5 separate regions of the Mus musculus genome follow, and regions 1, 2, 4 and 5 are each linked to region 3. A link is a contact called in public HiChIP or PLAC-seq and promoter capture Hi-C data. All regions are on one chromosome and are shown on one strand. Each heading gives the region's core, a stretch centred on a gene start, on an enhancer-like site or on the middle of the called end of the contact. The rest is flanking DNA. Distances are from core to core; before and after follow the strand shown.

What was found. Promoter capture Hi-C pulls out the DNA fragments that hold promoters and counts their contacts. HiChIP or PLAC-seq counts read pairs in DNA pulled down with a chosen protein or histone mark.
Region 1: a FOXA1 HiChIP or PLAC-seq map of pancreatic cancer cells shows a contact between it and region 3. The contact joins the promoter of Sirt4 here to the promoter of Prkab1 in region 3.
Region 2: a contact with region 3 is called in a promoter capture Hi-C map of hippocampal neurons, with 4 times the contacts expected there. The contact joins the enhancer-like site here to the promoter of Prkab1 in region 3. A contact is called at or near these places in 1 of 39 promoter capture datasets (hippocampal neurons), 4 of 115 datasets of contacts at active chromatin or transcription factors (astrocytes, cardiomyocytes, differentiating embryonic stem cells and 1 more) and 1 of 9 other capture datasets (embryonic stem cells).
Region 4: a promoter capture Hi-C map of embryonic stem cells shows a contact between it and region 3, with 3 times the contacts expected there. The contact joins the promoter of Srrm4 here to the promoter of Prkab1 in region 3. A contact is called at or near these places in 4 of 39 promoter capture datasets (embryonic stem cells, hippocampal neurons and stem cell-derived epiblast-like cells), 1 of 15 datasets of contacts at CTCF or cohesin (embryonic stem cells), 7 of 484 Hi-C or Micro-C datasets (cerebral cortex, cortical neurons, embryonic stem cells and 1 more), 8 of 115 datasets of contacts at active chromatin or transcription factors (astrocytes, embryonic forebrain, embryonic hindbrain and 4 more) and 1 of 9 other capture datasets (embryonic stem cells).
Region 5: a promoter capture Hi-C map of hippocampal neurons shows a contact between it and region 3, with 6 times the contacts expected there. The contact joins the enhancer-like site here to the promoter of Prkab1 in region 3. A contact is called at or near these places in 1 of 39 promoter capture datasets (hippocampal neurons), 1 of 484 Hi-C or Micro-C datasets (myocytes), 5 of 115 datasets of contacts at active chromatin or transcription factors (astrocytes, embryonic forebrain, embryonic stem cells and 1 more) and 1 of 9 other capture datasets (embryonic stem cells).

What each region holds. Positions count from the first base shown.
Region 1 is chr5:115,480,692-115,486,210 of GRCm38.p6, forward strand. It overlaps Sirt4 (sirtuin 4), which reads right to left and starts at 3,793. Exons shown (of 5, transcript NM_133760.1): 1 at 3,641-3,793; 2 at 1,933-2,427. The coding sequence starts at 2,420. Gm42007 (a long non-coding RNA gene) reads left to right here and starts at 3,759. Exons shown (of 2, transcript XR_878704.2): 1 at 3,759-3,872; 2 at 5,352-5,519.
Region 2 is chr5:116,997,819-117,003,460 of GRCm38.p6, forward strand. It overlaps Gm30028 (a long non-coding RNA gene), which reads right to left. Exons shown (of 4, transcript XR_878713.2): 2 at 5,001-5,115; 3 at 913-1,325; 4 at 312-635. Among named protein-coding and RNA genes, the nearest start is that of Gm30028, 17 kb to the right of the region's middle. Within about 2 kb of position 2,998, at least 42 of the 459 cell types and tissues checked have an H3K27ac peak or open chromatin away from gene starts, as enhancers often do. A contact at or near this core is called in hippocampal neurons, where this site is marked.
Region 3 is chr5:116,021,196-116,026,953 of GRCm38.p6, forward strand. Prkab1 (protein kinase, AMP-activated, beta 1 non-catalytic subunit) reads right to left here and starts at 3,233. Exons shown (of 7, transcript NM_031869.2): 1 at 2,896-3,233; 2 at 288-451. The coding sequence starts at 3,054. It overlaps Gm13842 (predicted gene 13842), which reads right to left. Exons shown (of 2, transcript NR_165276.1): 2 at 5,216-5,758.
Region 4 is chr5:116,587,959-116,594,048 of GRCm38.p6, forward strand. Srrm4 (serine/arginine repetitive matrix 4) reads right to left here and starts at 3,859. Exons shown (of 13, transcript NM_026886.3): 1 at 3,376-3,859. The coding sequence starts at 3,506.
Region 5 is chr5:116,893,411-116,899,479 of GRCm38.p6, forward strand. No RefSeq gene overlaps it. Among named protein-coding and RNA genes, the nearest start is that of Gm42010, 16 kb to the left of the region's middle. Within about 2 kb of position 2,186, at least 37 of the 459 cell types and tissues checked have an H3K27ac peak or open chromatin away from gene starts, as enhancers often do. A contact at or near this core is called in embryonic forebrain and hippocampal neurons, where this site is marked.

The DNA of each region.
Region 1 (5,519 bases), core at 2,543-5,042, 540 kb before region 3:
TGCAAGGTTCTCAACCTGTGAGTCCAGACACCTTGAGTCGCCTAGGACCATCAGAAAAAACGCAGCTAGTGGGCTAGCGAGATGGCTCAGCGGGTAAGAGCACTAACTGCTCTTCCAGAGGTCCTGAGTTCAATTCCCAGCAACCACATGGTGGCTCCCAACCATCTGTAATGGGATCCGATGCCCTCTTCTGGTATGTCTTAAAGACAGCTCTGGTGTACTCATACATAAGATAAATAATAAAAATAATAAAAGAAAACATGGATAGTTACATTAGGATTCATATCATTAGCAAAATTATAGTTATGAAGTAGCCACAAAAATAATTTTACGGCCAAGTGTCACCACAATGTGATGTATTAGAGGGTTGCTGTGTTAAGGTTGAGAGCCACTGCTCTAGATTCCATTCGAGTGGTTTTGTCCTTAATGCATCAACATATACTCTACCCTCATTTCCTTAGTACACAATCCCGTGCCCCTCCACACTTGCTCTGTCCATTATAATAACTGTCACTACCACTTCATTTAAAGACACCTTTTGAAGGGTGGGGATGCCATTAGGTTGGTAGCGTTTTTTACCTAGTAGGCACAAAGCCCTGGGTTGGATCCCCAGCACCCCCTAAGGCAGGTGGGTGCCCCACACTTGTAACCCCAGCAAGCAGGAAGTGGAGGCAGGAGGGTCAGAAATTAAGAAATTTAAAGAAGCCGGGCAGTGGTGGTGCAGCTTTTGATCCCAGCCCTTGGGAGGCAGAGGCAGGGGGATTTCTGAGTTCCAGGCCATCCTGGTCTACAGAGTGAGTTCCAAGACAGCCAGGGCTACACAGAGAAACCCTGACTCAAAAAAAAAAAAAAAAAAAAAAAAAAAAGAAAGAAAAAAGAAAAAAGAAATATAAAGAAGATGTCTCACTTGGAATAGTGCTTGCTATGCACACATGAGAACCTGAGTTCAGACCCCAACACCCATGCAAAAGGAAAGGCCTATCGCCGCAACTCCAGGGAGCAGAGACAGGAGGATACCTGGGACTTGCCAGCCCATCAACTGGTGGAGACAACTAAGGAAGACATTTCCACCTCTGGTCCCCACATGTGCTCACATACCAGAATATACACAAATACAAAGTCACGATCATCCTTAGCCACATAGCAAGTTCCAAGGCAGCCAGGGATATAAGACACCCTGTCTCAAAAAAAAGGGGGGGGGCAGGTGTGGTGGTGGCACACACCTTAATACCAGTGCTCAGGAAGCAGAGGAAGGAGTAACTCTCTGAGTTCAAAACTAGCCTGTTCTACAGAGTGAGTTCCAGGATATCCGGGCTACACAGAGACACTCTGTCACAAAAACAAACAAACAAACAAACAAGAAGAGGAGGAGGAAGAGAAGAAGACAATAACAACTTTCTTTTGGTGAGAAGAAGAAAAGAAGAAGAGGAGGAGGAGGAAGAGGAGGAGGGGGAGGAGGAGGAGGAAGGAGAGGAGGAGGAGGAGGAAGAGGAGGAGGAGGAGGCAAAAGCTTTCTTTTGGTGAAATAATTCTTTCTTTTTTTCAACCCAAACTCAGGGTTAACAACACTACCCATCAACCTCACAGTGGCTCTTTCTGAAATAAGTCTGAAGTCCTGGGCTAGAGCCACCGCAGGACGCAACCCCACTCACGTTATTTTTCCTGGTGCTGGGAGACTGAGCTCAGAGCTTTGCCCAGGTGACCACTGCACCCGAGCCAGGCAGAAAGCATCCTCTCCTGGCTTGCTCCCTCCCCTGCTCCCGTCCCTACTTCCTCTCCTCAGTTCACTGGGCCTAACTCCAAAGAGAACAACTTGCTCCGGGAGCCTTTGCTTGCTCTCCATCTTAAGATAACCCTGGTCCAGACAGCCAGGGGCCGTTCACCTGGGGGACCACACGTCTTCTTAGGGCCAAACCCCGCAGACTTCTGCACCTGTGCATGCATCCGTGGAGCTCCGTCAGCCGCTGACTCCCTGCTTTGGAGTGCAAAGCGTCCACGTTCTGAGTCACCAACCAGTGCAGCTTCCCCAGTCTCTCCCAGTTGCTCAGAGCCCAGTGTGCTGGGTTGGGTTGGTGAGAGGAGAATTGAGGCCAGCCCACAAAGTTTCGGGCCCAGTACCGCTGGCGGACCGGAGCACTGCGGACGAAATCAATGTGCTGGATGGGTCTCCGGTCAGTGCGGGCGTAAAGTCCCACCTTTTCTGACCTGTAGTCTGGGATGCCGGACTCGGTGGAGATCCCCGCGCCTGTCATCACGAGGAGTTTCTTGGAAAGGCTAATGAAGCGCTGTAACTCTTTGATCTTTTCAGGGTCCAAAGGAGGGCTGGGCGGCACAAATAACCCCGAGGGTCCACAAGAACGCGGCCGGCTGAGGTGGGTGATCCAACGGCCCTTTGTCGGCCTGAAAGTCAATCCGCTCATTCTTATTCTGGAGAGAAAGAAATCCATGAGAGCAGCTGGGTTTTACAAGTCAAGTTAACCCACCAATTGATAGACACCGGAACTCTATTCGACTATGAAAATTTTGCCACGGTGGCCCCGGCCTGGGATTGTAGCACTGGGGAAACAGAAGGGAGGACGGTTCGTCCGGAAGCCCTTCAATTCTCAGCACCTACAATGGTGACTTACAACTATCTTTAACTCCAGTTTCAGGCCCTCGTCTGCGCTCTGCAAGCGCCGAGGAATAAAAGGGATGCGCAAATACACGCGCAGGTAAAATACCCAAACACATAAAATAAAATTTAATTTTAAAAAATTAAATATTTTTTAAAACAAACTTTAAAAAAATTTTTTTTTACTTATTTTATGTATATGAATGGTCAACCTGCGCGTACACCTACTTCCCAGAAGAGGGAAGAACTCATCAGAGATGGTTGTGAGACACCTTGTGGTCGTTGAGAGTTGACCTCAGGACCTTTGGAAGAGCAGGGGGTGCTCTTAACCACTGAGCCATCTCTCCAGCCCTAAAAAACAGACTTTTAATAGCCCATTATTTTTCACCTGCTACTAATATAAACATGTTTTAGTAATATTTATATTTTTGTTAATATTATCTCTCATGGGACTATTTGTTCTATAACTCTACTTGGTTTAAATCAGATATTATTATTATTATTATTATCATTACTTGAGACAGAATTCCCTGTAGCCCAGGCCAAGGAATACAACTAAACCGAATTATATCATTTCTCCAAAAGATTTTTTAATTTTAGTATGTCAGTTTTGTTTTGTCTTTTTCTACACGGTTCTCGGTACCAAATCCAGGGCCTCTGGGATGGACGCTAAGTAATCACTCTGTCTGCTTACCCTGCATTGTAAATTCTGCTACTTGGACACATAAAAATCAAGGCATACAAACTTGCCTGTCTGGTTTTCTAGTTGTAAAGACAAGCCTTTGACACAGTCTTTGACATAATGCGGAGCTATCGAGTGATAGGCACACATATTTAGGCTTGGCTTCCTATCCAAGAAGAGCTCAGGACCCTGCTTTCTCCATGAGATTTCCCAGCTACGTGTGAACGGCTAAACAGTCGGGTTTTGCCGGGATAAATCCTCCTTGTCCCCTCGAGAACAAAAGAGACAGATGGAATCCCTAGTAAGAATGCTCAGCGGGAAACCTTCAGCCGGATCAGAACACTTACCTTCCACAATTCTCACCCAACAGTGGGACTCGCTTGTTACGTGTGCATCTTGGGAAATGTAGTCCGCGAAGCCGATCTAGTTGGAAGAAAACTACAAGTCCCAGAATCCTACGTGTCTCCCACGCCAAGATTCTTGGGCGCTCCTCTACGGATTGCCCGCTGTCTTTCCTGCTCAGCTCAGTTAAGGTTCCGGATATGCTGCTGACGCCTGGGGCAATGATTGCCTTTTGAGGTTCTTGTAGTGTTTGTTTGTTTGTGGCTTGTGTTGTTTGCTGAGAGAGGGTCTGACATATCCTTGTCTGACTCCAAATCCGTGATCCTCCTGGCTCCACCTCCCAAGTGCTCGGATTAGAGGCTTGTGCCACCAAAGAAGTGGTTAATATTTCCCATGTCCTGCGTGCGAAAGAGGATCCAAGCAGTCCTAATTTAGGAATTCGCTCTCTTAAAGAAACTCTTTCACTAGTAGCACAGGACAATAATCTGCCACTCAATAGGCTTAGGCGGAAGAATCACGAGTTCAAGGCCAGTCTGGGTGACTTAGTGAGACCTCGGACTCAAAATAATACTGTAAGAGCACTGGGGCTATAGCTCGGTGTCAGCGCGTTAGCCCAGCCCTGGGTAGCCCTGAATTCACACTAGCGGGCATTTCTCCATCCAAGACGCTTTTTAAAATAGACTGGTTTTTTTTTTTTTTTAATAATGTGTGTGTTTTACCTTCATGCATACAGGAGGAGCTCCTGACGGCCATAAAAGGGCGTCAGATCCCCTGGAACTTGAGTGACAACCTGTTGTGAACTGCCCTGTGGGTGCTCGGGATGGAATCTGAGTCCCCCTGCAAGAGTAGCAATGCTCTTGTTTGTTTGTTTTGGTGTTTTCGAGACAGGGTTTCTCTGTATAGCCCTGGCTTTCCTGGAACTCACTCTGTAGACCAGGCTGGTCTCAGAGATCCACCTGCCTCTGCCTCCCAAGTGCTGGGATTAAAGGCGTGCTCCACCACCACCTGGTGAGAAGCAATGCTCTTAACCAGTGAGCCACCTCTTCAGCTCTCCCAACCCCTCCCCAAAAGACCCTTTCTTTGTTTTTTGTTTTTGTTTTTCTGAGACAGGGTGTTAATGTATAGTCTGACACTTTTTTTTTTTTTTTTTTTTTTTGGTTTTCCGAGACAGGGTTTCTCTGTTTAGCCCTGGCTGTCCTGGAACTCACTCTGTAGTCCAGACTGGCCTCGAACTCAGAAATCCGCCTGCCTCTGCCTCCTGAGTGCTGGGATTAAAGGAGTGCGCCACCACGCCCAGAATTTTTTTTGACACTTTTAATAATAAATAATTGCCCCCTTTGTTTTGTGTTTGTTTTAAGATGGGTTCTCACTATGTAGCCTTGGCTGGCCTGGAACTCCTTATGTAGACCACGCTTGGCCTTGAATTCATGGAGATTCACCGGCCTCCGCCTCCCTAGAACTTTGATGAACTGAACGATGTGTGCCAACACGGTTCGCAGATTTGATTGGTTTTCCTCCTAAGTGCCCACGTCCACTTCCACTGCAAAGTAATTAAATTTCCTGCTATAAGTTAAAGATTGATAGGGGTCTGCCAGGTGGCTAGGCAGGTGAAGCTCTGCCACTTGACAACCCAACTTTGACCCCCTGGATCGAGGGAGGAGAGCGCCAACTCCACTTTTGGCCCACATGCACACACAGTGTTCTTATTCTAAACAGCAAAATAGATCGTGGATGCTGGGGAGATGGCCCTGAGGCTCAGAATTACAGCTGAAGCATGAAGACCTATGTCTGGATTCCAGTACCCACATAAACTCTCCTCCCAGCACAAAGGCGAGCAGAGAGCAATCGGACGGCTGGCACCTGCTTGCTCCCAGCCTGGTGGAA
Region 2 (5,642 bases), core at 1,748-4,247, 980 kb after region 3:
ACATCCATCTCTACCTCCCCCTCTCCTTCTCCCACATCCATCTCTACCTCCCTTTCCTTCTCTGTGTTCCTAATACAGATGCAGTATGGCCAGACTGCCTCCTGCTCCTGCCATCACGCCTTCCCCACTTCAATGGACTGTATCCTTAAGATACGCAAGTAGGGGCTGGAGAGATGGCTCAGCTGTTAAGCACAGTGACTGGTCTTCTGAAGGTTCTGAGTTCAAGTCCCAGCAACCATATGGTGGCTCACAACCATCTGTAATGAGATCTGATGCCCTCTACTGGAGTGTCTGAAGATAGCTAAGGTGTACTCACATAAATAAGTAAACCTTTAAAAAAAAAAAAAGATACACAAGTAGACCTTCATTTTTAAGTTGCCACTGTCATGAATTCTGATACAATGGACAGAAGAGTAGCAGATACACTTACAGCACCCATAGCACAGAGCCTGACAGCCAGCAAAGACTCTCCCTATTTGCCCATTGCTAGTCTGACCTGCCTCCCTCCCCTTCAGATACTTAGCAAATCAAGCAGTCTTGACATTGGAGTGGAGCTGCTGGCTTGGGGTCCTGCACTCCATCCCTCTCTCCTCTCTGCATCTCGGTACCCTCTGCAGACGCTCGGAGGCAGATAGCTTGAGAAAGACAAAGGGGAAACTGAGGCAGGAAGACGACGGCTGATCTTGGTAGAAAAGTCATAGGAGGATGAGAGGTGGGCAGAAAGAATACTATTAAGAGACTGATTTATGGCTCTTCAGGTCTCCAGGATCTGGAGGATCACCCATGGTATAAGCAGGTACCCACATCTCCCAGGGCTCAGTGGGCTTGCATCAACCTCCTTCATCTAGTGGAGTGGAGGGGTGGGGCTAAGCAGCCTCTCTGGATTTTCTGCTGCCTCTGTCCTTCACATACCTGCTCAGTTGCTTCTGCAGAGGTGTGTACCAAGGACAGATATTGTCGATCACAGTCAGGGGAGGCAGGGGCACTGGCCCTGCTCTATTTCTGTTCCTCCTTCCTGATCAGGATCAAGTTCCCTTCGTGTGCCCACTTCTTCAGTGGCTTCCATTCCTCCCAATCCCTCGTCTTGGTCTCATTCCTCCTTCATCTCCTTCCGCTGAAACAACGAGCTTCCATATTCTAGAGAGTTTTTCTGGAACTGCATCCAGAGCACCTTGGATGCCTCCCAACACCTCTGTACACATCCAAGCTTCTTCGTGATTCAGTTGTGGGAGATCTGCGGCTGCGACCTTTGGAACATCATCCTTGAGCTACGAGGGAGGCATCCCGTAGGTTGAGACCCAGGACCTCTGGAGAATGTACATACTCTGGGAATACAGTGAAATGTGGTCCACTGTCAGTGACTGGTTCATGAATAAAAATCTCCAGTTGCCTTGTTTGAAGGTGGGAAGTATAACTTACACTTTTAAGGCCAGGCTACAACTATAATAACCCTTTGTCTGTAATAAAACCCCTAACTACTTCCTTTTCTCTTACCTCCTCTATTCCCTACCTGTTTTTCTTATAAGAACGTGGGGGGGGGGGGAGGGAAGGAGGGAGGGAGGGAGGGAGGGAGGGAGAGAGGGAGGGAGGGAGGGAGGGAGAGAGAGAGAGAGAGAGAGAGAGAGAGAGAGAGAGAGAGAATATGAGCCTCATATTCCCATATAGCACAGATATAGTCCAGGCAGGCTCCAACTTTCTATGTGGCCAAGGTTAACCATGAGCTTCTAATCCTCCTGCCTCCACCTCCTAAGCGCTGGGATGAATAGGCATGTACCATCCCTGCTTGGTTTTCGGCAGTGCTTGGGGTGGAATCTAGGGTTTCTTGAATGCCAAGCCACCCCATAAAGGACTTCCTAATAAATCACTTGGAAGTAAGTCCTCCTACCTAGTACATACCTGAGAGGCATCACACTGCCGCCGGCACCTATTCTGCTTCTTCTATCAAGATCTACAGTCTCCTCCCACTTCTACACCAATGACTGAGTCTGCCCAATCAGCTTGTTTCTCACTACTCAAGACCCCAAGGATTGGTTGAAGGATAAGCATATGTGACCCAAGTTAGTCCAATGGGGCTTGAGCCCGTGGACTTTGCCATAGGTTTTGGGACAGGGAGGTCCTACTATGCTGAGATACTGAGTAGTGACTAAGTCGTCTCACCTGGGAGGAAACATTTTGTGAATAGAAGCTGCAGAGGTAGGGAGTGGGTACAGAAAGTGACGTCATATACCCGATCTGCAAGTCTACCCAGAAATTGATCTACTCTTTGGTTCTCAAATATTTTTGTTTCCTACATCCACACATCTCACAATGGCCCTAGGAAGCTGGATTCGTTGTGGTTCCCAGATGAGGAAGCTGGGGCTCTCAGAGGAGCAATTTGTCGCTTGTTCTGGGTCACACAAGGACCGTACCTGAAACCAAGGCACTGGATGAATGGATGGATGCGTGAGCGAATGCACAGTAGGACTGGAAGGAAAAGCAAACAAGAATTTGCTATTCTCTGCATTTTTGATGGGTGAGAAATGCCCACATCTGATTGGAATTAACCCCTCTGGTTTATCATGTCCTCAGGTAAAACTCCCAAGGACAAAGGCAGGGAACTGAGTCGGTCCGAGACAGGAGTATCGAGATCTTGCTGTGTCTTTATTTCCAGAATACCCTAGTTAGTGACACGATAGAGGGCTCAGAGGCCTTAAATGTCCTGGGTCAAAACCATAGTTCGTCACCTGGGAGCTTCGTGACCTTGGACCAGATATCCGATTTCCCTGAGCCTTTTTTTCTTATGGGGAAAAAAAATGCACTTTCCATGGCTGGCAAGAGAATACACACAGGGCATGTACTCATTTAGACACCAGCTCCTTTTAGAACCTTGCTCCCAGCCTCCCAGTTCTGTTTCTCTCCCCCCTTAAAACAACGAGGACAATACCCTTTCACATTTAACAGCACTGAATAGTTCTAGAAGCCCTTTCACTCAATAGCCACCAGCCGGCTACCTCCCCGGAGCTTAAATGGGACATTGCATAGGAAAACGCTTTGGAAGGAGAGAGGAGAGAGAATCCAGCGGGCTATTATTAGACTCGGGGAGGCGCGAGCCCGAAGCCCACATGCGCCTTCTCTCTAATCAAACTGACATTGCGGTTTACGGTGCGTTGAACACTGCGTTCCAGTCCAGGGAGCTAAAAATGGAAACTTGCAGAAACAGCAGCCGGGTTCAAATGGGAGCAGGAGGGGTGTGTGTTGAGCCGGTGCCTGAGGGTCACGGAGCAGCAAGGATGCCAGCTGGGCCTTCGACACCCAAGCTGGGGTGACAGCGGGCCTCGGGCAGCCTCCACCTGCCACAGGCTCACGTGGGCATCAGGAGCTGCAGCCTTGCAGATTCTGGGAGAGGCCAGGTCAGGGCACCAGACCTGGGGGGGTAGGGGGTAGGGGCTTAGTGCCCCTTTCCAGAAAGCAGAGATATTACCAAGAGATATATTGCATGAGAACTTTGTCAGTTATTACTAATTGAACAGCCATTATCCAAAATACCTGAGTACTAGAATCCCTTCAGGTCTGGTGTTTATTTGTTGGTGATAGATTTTGTTTTGTTTTGTTTTGTTTTGTTTTGTTTTGTTTTGTTTTGTTTTGTTTCTGATTTGGATATTTGCAAAGATGTCTTGTAGGGTAGGAACCAAATATATACAGAAATTTCATCTATGCTTCATAAGTGCCTTATAACATATATATATCATATATACACATATATAACATATATAATGCATACATATAACATATATATAACATATGTTACATATATAACATATATGTAGCATATATATATGTGTGTGTATATGTGTGTGTATGTGTGTGTGTGTATATATATGTGTTTATAAATAACAGCTACGTGATAACTACAGCCCGTCCTTTCCTCTGGTCTTTATTTTGATAGCTCATGAGGTCAGGTGTGGATTTTCCCATCTATGACATCATAGATTTGGGGAAAATGTCTTGTATTTATAGCCTGAGTTAGCCTGAAACTCACTATGGAGCTCAGGCTGGCCTTGAACTCACAGCATTCCTCTTGCCTCTGCCTCCCAAGTACTAGGATTATACCCATGAGCCACTGTGTTCAACTGTCGCACACCAGCAGCTGGCTCAGAGGCAGAACTTCCCTGGCATGTACAAGGCCCTGGGGGTCTATCCCCAGCTCCGGAAGATAAAAATTTGGGTTTTCACCTTGTAGGTGCTTAGCCTGGAAGTGATTAGCAGAGAGACCCTCGTGAAGTTCAATGTGAACTGACAAAAGAGGTCAGCTTCAGCTGCTGATGTCCTGGTTTATCCTGCCTGATTGCAGTCCTCCCGGTGCTGTGCTCCCACCCATGACTCCATCCTCACCAACAACGGACCATGGTTAGCCCTTCCTCACTTAACTCCACCCACCCTGTAAGTTTGCTATCAAAAACCACATCGATACTGGTAGGAAAGGTCACTGCTTCATTGAGCACCTACTATGTGCTGGGTTCTGTCCCCTGCATGTGAGGCTTTAGTAGTGGGCAACCAGGGCCTTGCACACACCAGGAAAGCACTAGATAGATACATAGATGTCTGGTGGAGAAGGACGGCCATCCATTCTCATTTCTTTCCCATGCTTGTTCAATAATATCTGACTGCCTAACGAGTGCCGTGTGCAATCCTGTCCTAAATTCTCCCATGACTCTGCATCTCTGATGACACTTCTGAAGCCTAATCAGCCAATCCAAGTCTGTCCCCAGCGTGTAAGAGGCTGATCTCCAGCCTGGTGATGCTTCTGTGTGTCCTGAGGACCCAAGGGCAGGTAATCGTCATAAGAACTGCACTCGCAAGGGGTCTACTCAGCCTCCCTGACTCAGAGGCAGCGCAGCCCTTGGGAGAGGGGACAGAATTCCACAACAGAGCTCTCGGCTTCTGAGGGACAGAAGCTGAGGGACCAGAGCCTGACAAAGCCCACTGTGAATTTCAGACTGCTCCAAGGAAACACTTCTTACCTTCCCACAGAGCACCAGAAAGCACGCAATGGATGGGAATGAAGAGATTCAGCTTCCTGTCTGGGACAGAGGGCTCTGACTTGTCCTCTGTGACCTGGCTTCTTACTCTCCTTGTCTGTAAAATGGAGAGGGGTTGAGGAGCAGATCACTTGTAGTACACTTGCCAGCAGTCAGGAAAACCTGGATTTGATTCCTAGAACCTCTGTGAAAGCGGTGGGTGTGGCAACCTGAACTTGTACTCCAAGCATGGTGGGGTGGGGGGACCTTGGAGGCCTACTGCCTGGCCAACCTCACTTAATTGATGAGCTTCAGACCAGTAAAAGCCAGTCTTAAGGAAGCTGGGCAGCTCCTGAGGGTGGCATATGAGACTGCCCTTTCTCTTTCACATGTCTGTCTGTCTCTCTCTTTCACATACACACACACACATACACACACACACACACACACACACACCATACACATACACACTTGCATAAATACACATTAACAATTTTAAATTTCAGTTCTACCCATCTTCATTACATTTGTTTGTTTGTTTTGTGTGTGTGTATGTGTGTATAGTGTGTATGTATATGTGAATGTGTGTATGTGTGTATATGCATATATGTATGTGCATGTATATTTGTGTGTATATGTGTGTAT
Region 3 (5,758 bases), core at 1,983-4,482:
TTTTGATAAATCGTCTCACTGAACCCTTGCTAATGATGTCTTCAGAGCATGGAACTTCCAACCTTCCAAAAAATAACACACAGGACTCAGTTAGAAGGGATCCAGGTCACCTGGTCCAGGAGTCCGATACAGAAGTGACCGTTCCATGCAGTAATGGGCTGGGATCCACACCCCTAAGGGTCCCAGCCCAGCGTTCTCTCCAATGCACCGGGAACAACTTTCTCAGAAGAAATGTATATCTAAATGTCAGAGCATAGCACAGAAATATCGTCCGCCGAGATCCTTACCTTCTCGTGAGGGGAAGCTTGCTCCAGTTGTTGAAGGACCCAGACAAGTAGACTTCCTTTCCACCCCCTGTCCATCGAAACACGGTGGGCCGGGCCTGGGCGGGGGCTTTATCATTCGCTTCCAGGTCGTGCTGCCAGGCCAGGAATTCCTCTTTCTCTGGAGCCTAAGAAGCAGAGGCGTTTACTTGGGGTCAGGCAGCTGGCAGCGAGCTCCCCACCCGAGACTGTTAACCTAAGAGGACAGCAGAGTCTAATCAGGCAGCTCTGCTTGTGTCTGCGGCACATGACTGCGTCTGTTCCCCCACCTGCCAATGGAGATAATAAGGACAACAGCTTCTGTCATATCGTGACGACTGAGACAGTCTGACACATGCAGTGCTTAACCAGCAGCTACTATTACTGCAACCAGACTTCACAAACTCTGGAGGAAGCTGCAAGGCCTACTCGGGAGAAGACAGCCATGAGTCCAGGGTGGGTTCAATATGCTCCACTTCCCTCATTAAGCAAGACTTGAGAGTATGTAAGAATTTACTAGGGATGGTCTCGGAGCTGTTAAAATGGACACAATCAGATGGGAAGGGAAGGGCTGGGGTACAGAGAACTAGATACAAATGGCAAATGGTAATATCCACTGAGGTATATCAGAGGAACTTACTCCAGCTAGAGACAAAGGAACACACCCCACCCTGGGGTGAGACACAGTTAGATAAGCATCATTTCTCTTCTTCAGTCAGAATCGAAGCCAAACACCGGACTTCTAGGGTGGAGAAAGCCCTGAAGGAGCCCTGGAGGCTTCTGTGACTTCCACTCCAGATACTGATCTGCTGTTATCTGAGAGATACCAGCAAGTCCCTGGATCTGAACCGTACAGATTGGATAACTAGCAGGGTTTGCTTGAGAGCTGTGGGGCTCTCACCCTTCCTAACGCTGCGCCCCTTTAATACGGTCCCCTATGTTGTGGTGACCCCCAACCATAAGACGATTTGGTTGCAACTTCGTATCTGTAACTTTGCTACGGTTCCGAATCGTAATAATACAAATATCCGACATGCAGGGTCTGGGGTGCCGACCCCTGTGAAGGGTCTGTTGGCTTCCAAGAGGGTGGCGGCCCACGGGTTGAGAGCCACCGCTTTAGAGGACAAGTAACTGTAGCTCCAGTGCTGAACTGGGGTAACAGGAAGAACCCCTGACTCGATCCATCAGCCACTACAGATGAAAAGAGAAAGGACGTCAGCTAAGTCCTTCCTCCCTGACCCTGAAGAGAACAGCACCACATCGCCCATTTCTTTTTAAAAAGTAAGTTTACTCAGTTCACTGCAAAGAGAGCAGAGGGCACTGCCAATATACACAGGCTACAACACAAATACCTTTTACTTCCTCTTAAATAGCCTTGGGCAAAAATGTCTTCTAGGGGTGGGGACAATCTCAACCGGGAAACACGCTAAAGATCGAGGTACACACCTTTCCCCTAATGCAACAAGCTCAGAAAACAAGCTCCTGCCACAAGACAAGTGTTCTGTGTAGCCCTGGCTGTCCTGGAACTCACTCTGTTGACCAGGTTGGCCTCGAACTCAGACATCTGCCTGCCTCTGCCTCCCAAGTGCTGGGATCAAAGTGCTGTGCCACCACTCCCTGGCAAAAGCAGGCTCTTTTAAAGTCAGACCCAAAATTAAGATCTGGAGAATAGTAATGTGGGTTATGTAGCCCAGTTAGGGGGTGGGGGTGGGGGAGTGAAAGCGGAGTGAGCTGGCCAGGCAATTAGCCTGTTTAAGTAATGGGGATTAGTTGGCAACCCGGCAAGTAACAGAGACCAGGCTGGTGAGCGCCAACGTTCCTGAATGTAGTTTATTCTGAGCAATTAGCTTCTTTCCTCCTAGAATCACCAAATGCCCTTGGACTGGGGCCCTGTAGCCGGAAGCACTGGCCACCTCACTGTGGTTTTAAGAGAATGTGGCTCAGGCAGGAACTTTCAGCTTGGCCTGCAAAAATCTGTTTGCTCTGGTCTGCTTAAAGTCCAAGGCATTATTTCAGTAACGTGGGAGAGAAGTGGGGGTAATTAGCTGCTGGCTGGCGTTCAGAGTGACTCTCGGTCACTGACCTCCTCCAGTGGAATTGCCGGATCTAAAATAAAGTGAGCAGGGTGGACTGAAACTGTCAGAACCAAACACCTCTGGCAGTCAGCTAGTCAACTTCATTTCCAGCTTAACGTATGTGCTCCCGTTTTACCGCCAAAAAGAACACTAGAACTCCCAACCCAACTTTTGCAAAAGCCGGTCGGCCTGAAGTGTCTCCAAGCCGCGCAATCAATTACACCGAAGAGAAAAGTCGACACGGGTGCTCAATTACAGTTTAGCTCGACTCTTAATTAATTAAGGATCTCAAACGCGGTCCCTGAGCTGCTTTCTCCTTAATGATGTTCAACCAAGCCCAGGGTGACTCTCCTCCCATCGGTAATTAGGCACAAGTCCCAGAACGGCAAAGAGGGCTATGACAGAGCCACCTCCCCCGCCCCCCCCCAAGGTGTGACGCTGGGAATGTGGCGGGAACTACAGCAAAGGGGGACCCTCCCCGTGAGTCAAGAGGGCTCCGACGCCCCTCCACTCAGCACCTTGATCTCTTCGGAGTGGAAGATGTCGGCGTCTTCAGGGCTGTCCATGAGGATCTTGGGCCTGTCCCCATCCTTGGCGCCCCCGGAGCTGTCCCTCCGCGGCGTCTTGTGGCCCGCCTGCCGCTCCAGCGCGGCGCGCTCGCTGCTCGTGTTGCCCATGGCTGGGAATCTGCAGGGACACAAGGAAGCCGGAAAGGCCGGGTCGGACCCCCGGGGATCGCGAGTCACGCCCTCTCGGATCGCGCGCTCGCTCGCCCGCCGAGCTCCGCTTTACCTGGCTCGGGCGACCGCGACTGGAACTCCGAACAGAGCCGGAGCGTAACCTGACACTCCTCCCGCAACTCCCCTCCACCCCTTAGCCACTTCCGCTTCCGGCCGGGCCCAGCGAAGGAAGGAAGGAAGGGTGGTCACTGGGGATGGAGCGCTCTCGGAGTTAGGGTGACATCAGTTCCGTTTCCGCCTCTTCCCTGCTGCTCAGCGCGAAGCGGTCGCGGGTGGTTCGGGGCTGCCACCAGATCGAGCTTCGTAGCGGCCAGCGGGAGGCGCGAGCGAGCGAGAATGCCAGAATGCCATGGATGGCGCCGACCACCTCACTCCAAGTTGGTTACTCTCCAGTAACTCGAATTACGAAACGCGAAACCCACGGCGGCTTGGAGCAAGCGCTTGCTCTTGCAGAGTACCCGGGTTCGGGTCCTGGCGCTTCCATGGTGGCTCACAACTGTTTGCAGTTTAAGTTCCAGGGGATCCCGGCGCCCAAGGCGGTGCACACATATACGGGAGGGCAGAGCATTCATACACATAATCGTAAAAACAAAACAAAACAAACAAGAAGAAGAAAAGGGAAAAAAAGAGAAAGCGCCGGGCATTGGTGGCGCACGCCTTTAATCCCAGCACTTGGGAGGCAGAGGCAGAGGATTTCTGAGTTCGAGGCCAGCGTGTTCTACAGAGTGAGTTCCAGGACAGCCAGGGCTATACAGAGAAACCCTGTCTCGAAAAAACCAAAACCAAACAAAAAACAAAACAAAACAAAAGAACCTCACGTTTAAGTCTCTCCCGTAGATGCACTGGCTCTCACAATTGAATGTATTAGGACAACCTAGGGCTCCTTCAAAAGGAAGGCCTCTCCAGAGTGGCCAAATCGTAATTTCTGTCTGTAGACTAAGGATGGAGGATGCTGACCATCTTCCAGGTGTTTGAGAAAACTTAAAGACCTAAGATTTCTGGGAAATTGACGTTCTCAGTTGGGTTCTGTTGTTTGTTTCAAGTTGAGTGCCTATTGATAAGTCTTTTTGCAAGAGCCTTGGGGCTACATTGGCCACATTATGTGTAAAATGTATCAGGGCTTAGTGTTTCAGCAGAGGTACAGACTGCTGTAATAAAACGATCTCAGCTTCACAGTCAGCCTTTAAAGAAACAACAACAACATTGTCTTGTGGGGTTTGTTTGTTTGCTTTGCATTGGATTTTCTAGGTCATGTCTTACATTTACCCATACATATGTTTTGGTTTTTTTGTTATTCTGTTTTTGTGTGTGTTTTTTGAGACATGGTTTCTGTGTGTAACAGCTCTGGCTGTCCTGGAACTTACTTTGTAGACCAAGCTAGCCTTGAATTCATAGAGATCCACCTTCCTCTTCCTCCCACTCAAGTGTTGGGATTAATGGTGTGTACCACCCTGCCCAGTGAACATCTATATTTTAAATTATCTGCAATGTGACACATTTTTGTTAAGGGAACCAGGGACCCCGATGTCTGACATGTGGTCTTCTAGAGGGACTTTAACAGTATCTATCTACAAGGAAACTTAAAAATTTATGGACAATTTCTAGTGGATTTCAATAAAAATTCACACATGAAAATGATATACGAGCATGCTTTCCTGAAGCATTGATTCTAACCACTATACTAATGCTAAGACGCATGTTTTAAAATATTTTATCGCCAGCATTGTGTGAGTGAGCATGAAGAGACGTTCTAACATTCCACATTCTAAAGCCAAGCCTCAGCCTGGCTCTGCAGTCAGCCCGACTGAGTTCAGATTCCAAATTTACCATTTAAGAAGTTCCATCATGGGGTCTATTGGGAAATGGCCCCTAAATAGCTATCTTAGAGGCCTGCTTTGTGACTCACTTTATAACAGTGCGAGAGTAGTGTGGTTACCGCTTGACTCTAGAATGCAACTCAATGGGTGTGGCTTTTTTTTTTTTTTTAATCAGCACCGTCCTTTTTGAAGATGGAAAGTTCTGGAAGGATGCATAGCAAACCCCATAGATTGTGAGAACGAAAAAGGAATAAACAGAAGAGAGAGTTTTGCTTCTTAGCTTGTGTGTTTATATACTTCTCTTTATTTATTTGCCAGTGAGGCTGTGAGCAAAAATAAGAGATGCTCCAAGTGTAAAGGAATCTTTACAGAGGAGGGGTGGACCACAGGAAGGTAAAGGCGCAGTTCGGAAGGAATTCTCTCTGAGCTAGGAGAAGGGCTGAGTGAGGGCCAAGGAGAATTTTCTGGAACCAACGACCAACAAGGTTGAGTTTACTCCATGAAATCTGAACCCGTTGAACGTTCCGGGATGAGCATGGTCCCCACGTTCTCCCGCAGGCAATGAGGAGGGCGCAACCAGAAGGCCTTTATCTGAGCTCTGCACATGCTTTGATGTGCCCGGACAGCCTCCAGACTTCTGCTCTTACTCAGATAACAGTGAAAGCACCATCCGGTGATACCCAGACACCCACGTGCATAGCCGGAAGATCTTGTGTTTTCCAGCCAACAAGACAGCCCAGTTCCCGGGATTGCACAAGTGAGCTCTGCTTGCGGGGATGCCCGCTACAGAAGGCAAGTGAGCACTGAGATCTTGGCTGAACCCT
Region 4 (6,090 bases), core at 2,609-5,108, 570 kb after region 3:
AGGAAGGGATCTTGATTAGGATAATTGAAGAGGAAAAACCACCACTGTGGGTGGCGCCATTCCCCGGGGTTGGGGCTGGGGAAGAAAATGGCTGTAGCTGAATGTTATCATTCTGTTCTTGGCTATGGATTCAATGTGATCAGCTTCCTGAAGCTCCTACCCTAATGACCTCCTACCATGTTGTTTTACACGCTGAAAGTCAGGCTGAAATTAACCCTTTCCCTCTTGAGATGCTTTTCAGGTTTTTTTTTTTTTGTTTTGTTTTGTTTTGTTTTTTAGAGTATCAGGAAGAGAAAGAAACTAAGCTACTTACATGGATGTGGAACTCTGGAGTCATCCCTACTTGATCCGATGTGTATTAATTTCAAAGCAATTGAACTGAACTTTCATAAGGTCAATTGCTAGCATTATTTGAGGGTGAAATGAACCAGAACTGGAGAGTTTTTGTTTCCTTTTAGCCGCTATGAAGTTCCTTCCAGGACCAAGGTCTATCCAGCAGAGACTGCACGACACACACATTGCAGAGTTTTACCCGGCTCGGTCCTCAGTGCTGGCTGAGATGGTCATGGATACAGTTTATATTTTCAAACTGACAAGCGAGTGAGGTGAGGTGAGGTGAGGTCCTGGAGCTCCAGGACAGCACCTGGGTTTGTCTGGTGCTCACTCACAGAAGCACGGAAGCAACCACGAAGGTACAAGGTGGTGTCTCCCTGTGCTCTCTGCCCACTGAGTCAGACATCTGCTCGAAATTTGATACATGTTAAAACTCTGCCTCATCAAGAATGCCTCACGGGAAGGGGAGAGTTGGGGGAGGGAAGGGAGGAGCCAAGGGGGAGTCTGCTTAGGAAGCTGTTGTCTGATGTGTGTATGTTGCTGTGAAATCGACAACTTAAAATCCATATCTCAGCCCCACTGCTAATTTGTCTGCAGCCACAGACTCGAAATATACAACGAAGGGGGACCACCATCTCCAATCAACTATGAAGTGTGTAACCAACAAGACTGGCTGGTGGTTTACCCCTGCCCCTCCCCCATCTGCCCACGGACAGTGACTTGTGCCAGTGCTCTGACCGAGCTGGGCTTGACTCAAACAGCTTAACATTTCTCACGAGAACCAGTCTTGCCTCCAAAGGAGTCACGGGGTTCTGATGAAGCCACTACCTATGGAGTATCCTTTCCCTTTCTCCTCCTAAGAGCTTGACTTTGGAAGCATGACATTTCCATTCTTCTCCAGGATTACAGAATGCCGGAAGGGAACCGGGAACTGACCGTCACTGCATGGATCGGATCTTACAGTCAGTCTGTTGAAACACAACTAAGCCCAGTCCTTTCTGGGAGCTTGGATGTAAATGTTCCCTGAAATCTCCACCCTGGATTAGATAAAACATCTACAAGCCAGAACGTGCTCTACAGAGAGGAATTGCCAGACACAGGGGTATTCTTGTATAATACCAATAGAGAGCTTTATGGAATTCTGACGTAAACTTCAAAGGTGTTCTTCGGTGCGATAGAAACCCCAGGACGTTAAAATATATCAAGAGTGAGGAAATACCGAGGGCCCATTGAACTCTTTAAAAGTCACACACAGCTTAAATGAAAATGAACAAAAGCTGGAAGCTAGGATGTCTCTCAGTTGAGTCATATGATTGAAGCTATTGGCAAGAAAATGGTATGCTGGTAACATCAGACAGACAGACAGACAGGCAGACAGACAGGCAGAACCATGAAGGTTCCAAGCATGGTAATATTAGGGACAGTCGTCTAAATGAAAACAACAGCAAGAACCTGATTTCCTGCCCATGTGCCCATAAAATAGAAGATCATGGACCAAACACTTCTGCCACCAGACAAATTTCCCCCGGTCCCACCTGCAAGGCCATTTTCTCTGGCCACTGTAGCACTGCCGTGCCAACAGTAGATGCAGGGAGGTGAAGCCGGTGGCAGAAGACCAGGGACGTAAAAGCGCTGACGTCAAACTCTCCACCAAAAACCTCTGAGCAAGCAGACAGTGCCAGCTCTAATGACATCTGGTGTCACATGTACCCCTAGACCCCCCTACCTCTCCAGCCGGAATCAGTGGGTTTCTCCCCCCCACCCCCCACCTCCACTCACATGTCTACTCTGCTTATAGGATCTCCATTCTGCTGGTCCTTCTTGCTTCCTGTCTACCCATTCCCCCCACACTGGATGCTCCATTTGTTTAAAAGACCTGCTTGAGCATCAGTCAGAACAAAGAAAAGTTCCTGGATGTGGGCTTACTCTTCTCGGATCTATTTCTCCAGTCAGCCTTCGTCGACCCCACACTTGCTGGGAAGTTCAGAGTTAGTTGGAGCTGGATGAGGCATCTGTCAGAGGCTCTTTTCCCAGACATGTTTTCCATCTAGTCCCTAATGCAGCCTGCCAGGATTAATCAATCCTGCGAGCGCCCCCCCCCCCAGATCGTCCCTTTAACTCTCAGAACCGCTCAGCCAGCAGCAGCAAAAGATGAGTTTTTATACAGCCTTGATTTTCTCTGACAGAGGGCACAGCCCTCTCAAAGACTTCTGAATCTAACGATCTAGGAAAATATTGGGTATTTCTCTGCTGTGGAAGGCTCTGTGCCCCCTCAACCCCCTCTTGTCTTCTTTTTCTCCTGCCTTTGTATTTCTTCCCATCCTCTCCCCTCCTGTCTTTTTTTTTAACTACTGCTCCAGCACCCCAACTCATTCCAAAGTTCAAAGCCACCAGATCCTTAAAAAATAAAATAAAGTAAAACTTTCAGTATTATCTTCATGCTGACTTTGAGCTTTAGAGTTTTGGTTTTGGGTGCTGAAAAAGAAAGAATTCAACACGAGCAGCAGCTTAGGCTAAGACACGGAGGAGGGTGCTGCTTGGAGCGAGCGTATCTGAGGGAATAGCATATGGGCTTTTGTTGAAATGTTCAGAGACCCGCTAGTTTCTGGGCCAAGGGTTAGAATGCTTGTATTGAACACTGGCTGAGCTGAGTTCATGTCTTGTACAGCATCCCCTGACACCTCAAATCCACCACTGCTTTGCTCCCCTGACCTATGCACTTGGCGATAGCTCGAAAAGTTTTCAGTCAAGTACGTACCCCGAGCCACACCGCCCACCCTAAGAAAGCAAGGGGGTTTGCATAGGAGGTGCGGAGTCTGTAGGAGTGTTGTTCCCCGTCAAAAAATTCCTGTCCCTTTTCAACAGCCTCTCCCTTACACAAGCGATAATTTCTCATGTTCCGGCGTGAGATACCGGGTACGACGGGCTTAGTCCAGACACCCTGTTCCAGTTGCCTGCGTCCACCCGTCAAGATTCTGGGGCACAGGCAAGAAAAGGGGGGGGGACCTCCCAGTGTCCCTAACTCATGAACGAGGTCATTACCTTGGCATCGGCTTGCGGGCTGTGATACTGGCGACGATGATGCTCTCGGGACGCGGAGTGGCCACTGCTTTGAAGGTCCCTTTCCAGAACTTCTCAAACAGCTGTTTCTCGCCCTGCTGCAGGCTAGCCATCCTGAAAGCCCAAGGAGCCCGGGAGCCTGGGGCGCTGTCCGAAGTGCTGAAACGTGGATTACAAACCCGATGACACGCCCTGGGCTCCGGGGCGCTGTCCGCGTGAAACCCCCAAGGGGTGGGGTGGGGAGAGATCGGAGTTCAGGGCGGGGGATGGGATAGAACGGGACGTCTCGGGTTAGGCAGGCAGCGGAGAAAGAAGGTGGTTCCCCGGCTGGGTTCACCTCTTGGCTTGGCTCTGAGCTGCGCTGGGAGCAGGCTGAGCTCCGTGTCTTCGGCGAAGCAAAGCTAGCCGGCTTTCTCTACCGCGCAGAGAACAGAGAGGAGGCGACCGGGGCGTCTGCCGTGCGTGCGCGTGTGAGCTCCGGCGCGCCCGGGTTTTGTCTCTTGCACAATGTGACGTTGGAAGGGGAGGCTGGTCGCGCGAGCTGTACTTTCCTCCCTCCCCTTCTCCGTCTCCTCCTTCCCCAGCAACCCCTCCTTCTCTGGCTCAGCCTCCCGCCGCCATCTGCATAACAAAAGCCCGCAGGTCTGAGGAGGAGAAAGGGAGGGGCGAGCGCTTGTCTCTAAGGCCCCGTGGCCACAGAGTTGCGACTCTGACCCCTCTGAGAAGCGACCCCAACACCTCAAACAGAATCAAAAAGGAGATTCTTTCTCTTAGCCCTCACCCTTCCTCCATCGTCGCAGGCCTTCCCCTCAACCCTTACATGCGCACTCCCGGGCCTGGGCCACCTCCCTATCCTTTTGCAAGACTTGGGGAGCATCTTCCATTGAGGGAGCTACTAAAAAATGCCCCACCTATCCACCCACGCCAACCTGCCTTCACCCACCCCACTTCTGGGATGGACTGCCGAGGTCTGCAAAGTGTGTGTGTGTGGGTGCCCCTATGATTTTCTTTACGCCTGGGGGGCTCTTCCACCCCCCCACCCCGAAAATGCCATTTGACGGACAATCCGTCACCAGCGCGGTTTCTCGCCATCTGTCGAGCCGGCCCCCACCCGCAGAGGGGCGCAGCGTCACATCTGTGCTTGCGGCGCTATAAAGGATATCTCTTTTGTGCCTCGCAGCCGGCCTGCTTCGCGTCCCCGCTGCCAAAGCCCTCCAAAAGAACACCCCTCCCCCACCCCCCTGAGAACCCGCAGCCTGGGTGTGAAACAACAGTCCGATTTGGCAAAGAAAGACTGAGGGGGGAAGGGGGGGGAGGGCTTCCGAGGATTACAAGTAACTTTTTGGTCTTTCCATCTTCTTCCTCCCCCCTACTCTCCCAGTCCCAGCAGAGACTCAGAATCTCAAACTCCAGATGCGCAGGCAGTAGACAACAATGTCTCCCCGTTTTGCCGTAAGGGTCTTCTTAGGGAAGATATCTTAGTGAGATTTCCCCAGCCCATTTCTCCTCTGGAGCCTTTTAATACTTGGGAGTTTCACCTACCGCCAGGGTTTAAAAGTGAAACTCCTACAAGGAGCTTCTGCTAAGTCTTACAAACCTCCAAGCACTGACACCGGGTTCCACCCTGAAGGCAGAAAAAATTCTCTAATTTTTGTTGACCTAGTAGCAGTGGGGAGCGAAGACACCCCCACCCCCACCCCCAACATCAGTGCGAACTTTGTAAGTAAGTCCTTTGTAAGAGAATAGGAGGTACACGGAGGGGGGAGCAGAGTAGGGGAGAGGAGGACAGGATGGGGCAAGAGAAGCCGGGACACAGGAACAAGGAGTGAGCGTTGGCCTGGAAGAGGCTACAGGAGGAGTTTGTGTGTGATGGCTGTGTGTGATGGCTGTGTACCGGTTTAGGAGCGCCAAGCGCTCACTCCGCAGTGACCCCTTCTGGTCAGTAACTAGAAGTGCATTTTGTTGGCTTTTAAAGGGAGTAGCAGAGATTAGGAGGTGGGATGGGGTTGGGGCTGGGAGACTTGAGGACAGAGGAAAGTAAACCAGGGAGTGAACTTTCCATGTCCTGATCCCCTGCATTCAAATTCCTCATTCTTAGATTGCGTCTAGGACCTAGCAACCCTTGGATGGCTGTCACTTTAAAAGCCATCGAGCTGTCTTCCCTCTTAGCCTTGACTATTTAAAGAGAGAGAAAAAAAAAACAGTAATCAGGTCTGGGAGAGCACTCTGGGAATAAGAGGCATACAAGACTGGAGCTAGGCAAAGTCTACAAGATGCCAATGAGCCCATGCTTCGAAGCAGACAGTGCTGTGGTTTCCAAGTTGTGTGCCTCCTCGAACAAGCTCAGGGCTTAGCACCCAGACTTTCAGCGAGTGACCTCAGTTGTTGTATTAGTAATTGTCTTGTTACTGTGAGCAAATCCCTGATAAGAAGCAAACTAGGGGACGAAGGCTTTATCTGGCTCAGGGTTTGATTGAGTCCATCATGGCGTGTGGGTTGGGGACGGGGAAAGCATAGGAACCTGATGGTCCTGTTACACCGTGGTAAGAAGCCGAGGGAGATGAAAGTTGCCGCTCATCTTTTTTGGATCCTTTTTACAAAATCTGGAACAACAGGTCCATCTCTACTCAAAGCGTGTCGGGCTATTTGTCTGACTCGCCGCTGGGATGCCCAAATGCCGCTTGAAAGCCACTCTGG
Region 5 (6,069 bases), core at 936-3,435, 870 kb after region 3:
TCAGGAGCAGGCAGGTGGGAACCCTGAGCAGTGAGAATCTCCCCTGTGCATCTCTCCCCTCACATGCTCTGCCTTACCTGCCTTCCCAGCTCCCAAAGCTCCGCCCCCTCTTGCCCCCTGACCTTTGTACTTTCCGTTTCCTCAGTCCTACCCCTACTCCTGCGGAGCCTCTTAACTTTTCAGGTCGCTTCTCTTCCCTCCGGAAGAGCCTCTCAGACACATTCGTGTTACCCTGTGACATCTGCTTTCCGAGGTAATTAATGAACTGTGTGTAATTATCCATATTCCCAGTCTATAGGCTCTGGATAGACCGCTGCCTCTGAGAGAGCCCAGTCTTACCCTTGGGCTCCCCCTGCCTTGGGTGCTGTCTGGGTGGTCGACTCGGTGTGTCTTGCTCGATAACCTGCATCAAGCTGGCGATGCCAGGTCTGCACATTGCATTTCTCTGCTGAGTTTCTTCATTGGTTCTGTCAATAGCTGGAAGAGAGCAACACCCCCGACCTCAAAGGACAGAACGCAAATGGAAAGGGGCAGGCTAGGGAGAAGAGCTTCCTGTGAGGCACCTCCCAACAGTGTCTTACAGCCAGCTTTCTCCACCTCTCCCAAGAAGAGGTTCAAGCCTCCAACTGCCGTTTACACTCCTTATCACCCATCTCCAAGGGCATCTCAGATGGATGTGATGCCTTCTTAGATCTGAGCCCTAATGCCACAGCCCCCTCTCCATAGCTTCTCTCTGCTGTTCTTTCCATATGTCCCCAAGGCAATGGGGGTTGGTTGGTCATTACCGGCATCCTTCTGTCACTAGGCCTCCAACAGCGCATGCTCAGTCATGCTGTTTCCTCTATCCACCCATAACCTACATCTTCCTAGATCCCTTCATCAAATCCTCTCTATTCAAATGCCTACTTTGGTTTCTGCCCTTCCTCGCTGAACCCCCGTTGGCTCAGCGACACTCGATGAAATTCCATTCAAGCCCTAGAATGTCCCATGGTCAAGAGCTTGTGCAAACAGCTGTTCCAGAACTGACAGTTGAGAATCTCCTGTGGGCCTGACATCATGGCGGGTCCTCGGGGTCCAGACAGGAAACAAACAGAATGAGCCAGGAGCATTCAGGTCTTCTCTCAGAGAACAGGAACTCCTTCTCCCTCCCCGATGCCCTTCCTAAAGCAAAAGCAAAGGTTCCTCCTGCCCTCTGCCCTCTGCCCTCTGCCCTCTGCCCTCTGCCCTCTGCCCTCTGCCCTCTGCCCTCTATGGTGATTTTCAGTGCGTTTGTTTGGGTCTCCGGAGCATGCAATCATCTCTTGCACACAACTGAGTTGACTAGAAGATTGCCTTTTGCTCCTCCCCTAGATGGCGCTATAGAGCATTGTGAACTGTGAAAAGCCAACCTCTGACCGGAAGGCTGTAACTACTCACAGCCGCCCTCAAGAGAGAACCTATTGGGCCCTCATTCTTTAAGTCTGGGAGGTGACACAGTATATACAGCATTTGAAGGTTGACTAAAGAGGAGACTCCATCTAGACAGCAACGGGGAAGTCATCATTCATTCTGGGGTGAAACTTTTTAGAGACATAGCCTCTTGGGGGCCATCTATGCCTTCACCCATGATTTTAGAAGCCAGGTGAGCTCATTCATTTGCCAAGCTGGACCCTGGCAATTGTTTTTAGATCTGCTCTCCATGATCTACCCAGAGAGAAAGTGGGAATTTGTTTATGTTTACCCAGAAAAAGGTTCACAGAAGGCAGCACCCACTCTCTAGTCTCTCCATCAGTCAAATGGTGTCTCTACAAATTGGCAGGCCTCCCTTGGGTGGTACCACCCCTCCCCCTGACTACTACAGGATCACCCATGAAGAAGGTACCCCAAGATGGGGGGTGGGGGGGGAAGCGGGTAAAGAACTCCCTAATTAGTTTTGGCATTATCAGCCTCCAGCAGAGAAACCTTTAATAGATGTAAAGGATGGCGTACTTCTGCGTGGGACCTTCAAATTATCCCAGACAGCCAGCAGAATTTGAGCCAATACGGGGTGTGACGAGGCAGGCTGGCAGGGGTGGGTGCAGAGAGAAGGCAGCCAGAAACCTAATTAGCCAGGGCTGCTCACACCAAGCGGCTCTGTTCCCGGCTGCCTCCTGACGCATGACATGTTGAAAAAGAAATCATTAGGGGGGCTCCTTGCACACAGCTCCTTGTTAGAAACGCATCCTCGACAGCCCTAATTGGAAGCGGAGAAGTGAGGAGGAGGCAGAGCACGGGAGGAAAGAAGGAGGAGGGTGGGCAGCAGTGGATTGTGGGTAATGCATACACAAAGCAGGCTATGTCCTCTCTCTTTCCATTGAGGGGTGTGTGTGTGTGTGTGTGTGTGTGTGTGTGTGTGCACATGGAGGCCTGAGGTTGATGTTGGGAATCTCCTTCAACTGTTTCTCCACCTTTGTGAAGCAAGGACTCTCAATCAAACCCAGAGCTCACAGATGTGGCTAGTCTGCCTAGCCAGTTTGTTTGGGAGAACCTTTATCTCCAACCTGAGGTGCCACTTGGTATTTTTGTAGGTACCAAGGATCAATTCCAGTTCTCAAGCTTGAACAGCAAGTGCTTTAACCACTGAGCCACCTTGCCAGCCTCCCAAAATGGGATGTTTTTGAAAGTTTTTTGTTTTGTTTTAATATATGAGTCTCTCTCTCTCTCTCTCTCTCTCTCTCTCTCTCTCTCTTTCGTGTGTGTGTGTGTGTGTGTGTGTGTGTGTGTGTGTGTGTGTGTGTGTGTATAGAGTCAGGTGTGCAGGTGCCCTGGGCTGCCACAAGAGGGTGCTAGATCTCTGGTGACTAGAGTTGTAGGTGGTTGTGAATGGCCATGTGGGTCGTTGGGAACCAAACTCAGGTACTCTGTCAGAACAGATAGTGTTCTTAACCACTGAGTCATCTCTCCAAGCCTCAAATAAGGCATAAGCTAAGGCTGACTCTATAGCTCCCACTTTTGTCCACTCCACCTATGGTAACCTGTAAAGGACCAGTTTCCAAGGCAGCCTGATGTAGGAAAACTGGCTATGAAACACAGGCAACATTTTCATAGTATGATTAAGATTTATAAACTGGTTCAAAAATACCGAAGCCTGAGCATGTTTTCTCCCCGCCCCCTTCCTTTATTCCTGTAGGAAGAAAAAAATCAATTACAATACATTCAAGTCATCTTTCTCAGAGCATTCTGTGCCTGTATATCCCAATATCTCATATTCAGCAGTAGAAGAGACATGGAGAGTTCAGGTTACAATCAACCTGTTCCATTTTCCCAGTCTAGTCATGCAGGGTGTTCTTTCACAGGGAATATTCACACCCCACCCTCTACCAATACAGGGAAAGCTGTTTTGAATTTTGATGCCCAAGTCAGCTGACTTCAAAGATAGAAAGACCTGATTCCTGCTCCCTCCCTGAGCATGTGGGCACTCTGAGACCAGCAACAAGACATTGACAAACCCTGAGCTCTGGTTCCCGCTTTGAGGATACAGACAACAGCCATCAGCATGTCAGCCTCTGGACTCAGGCTGCTACTGGGAAACAGAGACCCTCACGTCTACATTATTAGTGAGCCAGGACTGTCATAGAATCTGGGGGGGGGGTGCTAAAGGAGGTTGCCTAGTTAGTTTTATGTCAACTTGGTATAAACTGGGGTTATCTAGGAAGAAAGATCTTCAATTGAGAATCTACCTTCATTCAGTTGGCCCAAAGGCAAGACTGAGGTACGTTTTCTGGATGGATGATTGATGTGGGAAGGCCCTGCCAACTGCATATGTGTGCTGTCACCTCTGGGCAACTGGTCCTGAGTTGTATAAGAAAGCAGGCTGAGAAAGCCACTGGGGAGCAAGCCAGTAAGCAGCACCCCTCCATGGCCTCTGCATCAGCACCTGCCTCCAGGTTCCTGCATTGACCTCTTGTCCTGACTTCCTTCAATGGTATCCTTTCCTCCTCAAGTTGCTTTTGGCTGTGGTCTTTATCCCAGCCATAGAAAGCAAGCGAAGATAGGATGGTAGGGTCTTTCAGTAAGAGCCTAAAGCCACTACCCTTGATGTTTCACATCGAAGATGGGTACCAGACTTTTTTATTTGCCTCCCAAAGGTTTCCCCACTAGAGAACCCTCAAGAGCTAGGTGAGTGGGTGGTGAGCTCTCTAGATTGTATGCCTGGCCAACAGCTGCTCAGTCATGCTTGCAACAGAATTCCAGTTTAGTCTCTTAAGAGCTGAACATTTGTCCATGTGAATGTTTGGGTGTGCGCACGTACCTGGAAGCCAGCCTCAGACAGCAGTTCTCAGATATCCACCTTGGGGTTTTTGTGGGCGGGGGCACCTTGCTTTCAGGTATAGCATTTCCCATTGGTGTGGAGCTCACTCAGGAGGCTAGGCTGGCTTTCCAGCAAGCTCTGGGGATCTGCTCATTTCTGTGTCCCTATTGCTGAGATTATCAGGGTGAGCCACCACTCCCAGTTCTTTTGCTTGGGTATCTGCAGATCAAACTCAGCCCCATCTCCTTGGGTTTTACCAAATGAGCTGCCTCCACACTTCAACAACTCAATATTTGAAGGCAAATTGTACCCAACTCATCTCCAAGGGAAGAAAACCAACCATAAATAACACCTTTGCCCTTGTCAGCGACTGAAGTAAGATCGCCTGACATGGCTCTAACCATGATGGAAAATCTGATGGAAGCTCCTGGAAACGGATATCTTCATCTTCCAGAGTTGACACTGTCAAGACTGGTGTCTTGGTGCCTGGGGCTTCTTCAGCTGTCTCAGAAACAGAATGAAAAAGAGTAAGACCCAAAAGCCAGCCCCTGAGATGCTGGAAGACCCTGTAGTTTATTATAGAGCTGCCTTATCTAAAGACATCTTGATATAGAGGAAAATTATGCCCTGATCCACACTGGCTTTGTGAGAATTGTTCCTGTTTTTATCTGTGCCAGCACACTGTCCCATGTTGGATCTGGGATGAACAAAATCTTCTTGGTTTGGATGACAAATGGTGTAGTCTCCTTGCCTGGCAATAAACGGCCTTATTTTTAAAGCCATTTTGAGTTAAACTCACTCTCTGCATCCAAAATAGTCTAATTAAGCCAAGTTTAGAGAGGCGGGGAGGATATATCGGTATACATCTACACAAGTGTACAGGAGGGGCTGAAGTTCAGAGTGAAGGCTTTGTGGAATTTCCTATTCGTTACACCTTCTCCTCTTAGCTCTTTCAAAAACACTGTGACTATGAAAACCCGAAGCACACAAGGGAGGTGAGAGAGAAATGAAGCACATGAGAAAGAAATGAATACTGTGATGGTTTGTATATGCTCAGCCCAGGCAGTGGCACTATTAGAGGGTGTGGCCTTGTTGGAGTGGGTGTGGCCTTGTTAAAGTGGGTGTGGCTTGTTGGAGTAGATGAAGTCTTGTTGAAGTAGGTGTGGTCTTATTGGAGTGGGTGTGGTCTTGTTGGAGTGGGTGTGGTCTTGTTGGAGTAGGTGTGTCAATATGGGCATGGGCTTTAAGACCCTCAACTTAGCTGCCTGTAAGTCAGTCTTCACCTAGCAGCCATCAGATGAAGATCTCTCAGCTCCTTCTGCACCATGCCTGCTTGGATGCCACCATGTTCCTGCCTTAATGAAAATGGACTGAACTACTGAACCTGTAAGCCACCTCCAATTAAATGTCTTCCTTATAAGTGTCTGATCATAGCAGTAGAACCCTAACTAGGACAAACACCAAAGTTAGAATCTAAGAACTTATCTCTTCCTAGATGCCTCGTGAGTCTTTAAGGTAAGCCCTTCTTTTGTCATCGTTGTCGTTGGTTTTTTTTTTTTTTAATTCAAGATTTTTTTTTGAGACACCACACATACACAGAGTGTGTGTTCTGCATACAAAATTGCAGATGCTAGTAGGAACTAGAAGAGGGCATCAGATCCCCTGGAGCTAGAATTTCAGGCTGTTGTGAACCACCTGATGTGGGTGCTCAGAACCAAACACAGGTCCTTTACAAGATCTCTATTTGCTCCTAACCTCTGACTCATCTCTCCAGCTCCTTCCTGCCATCTTTGCAGGTA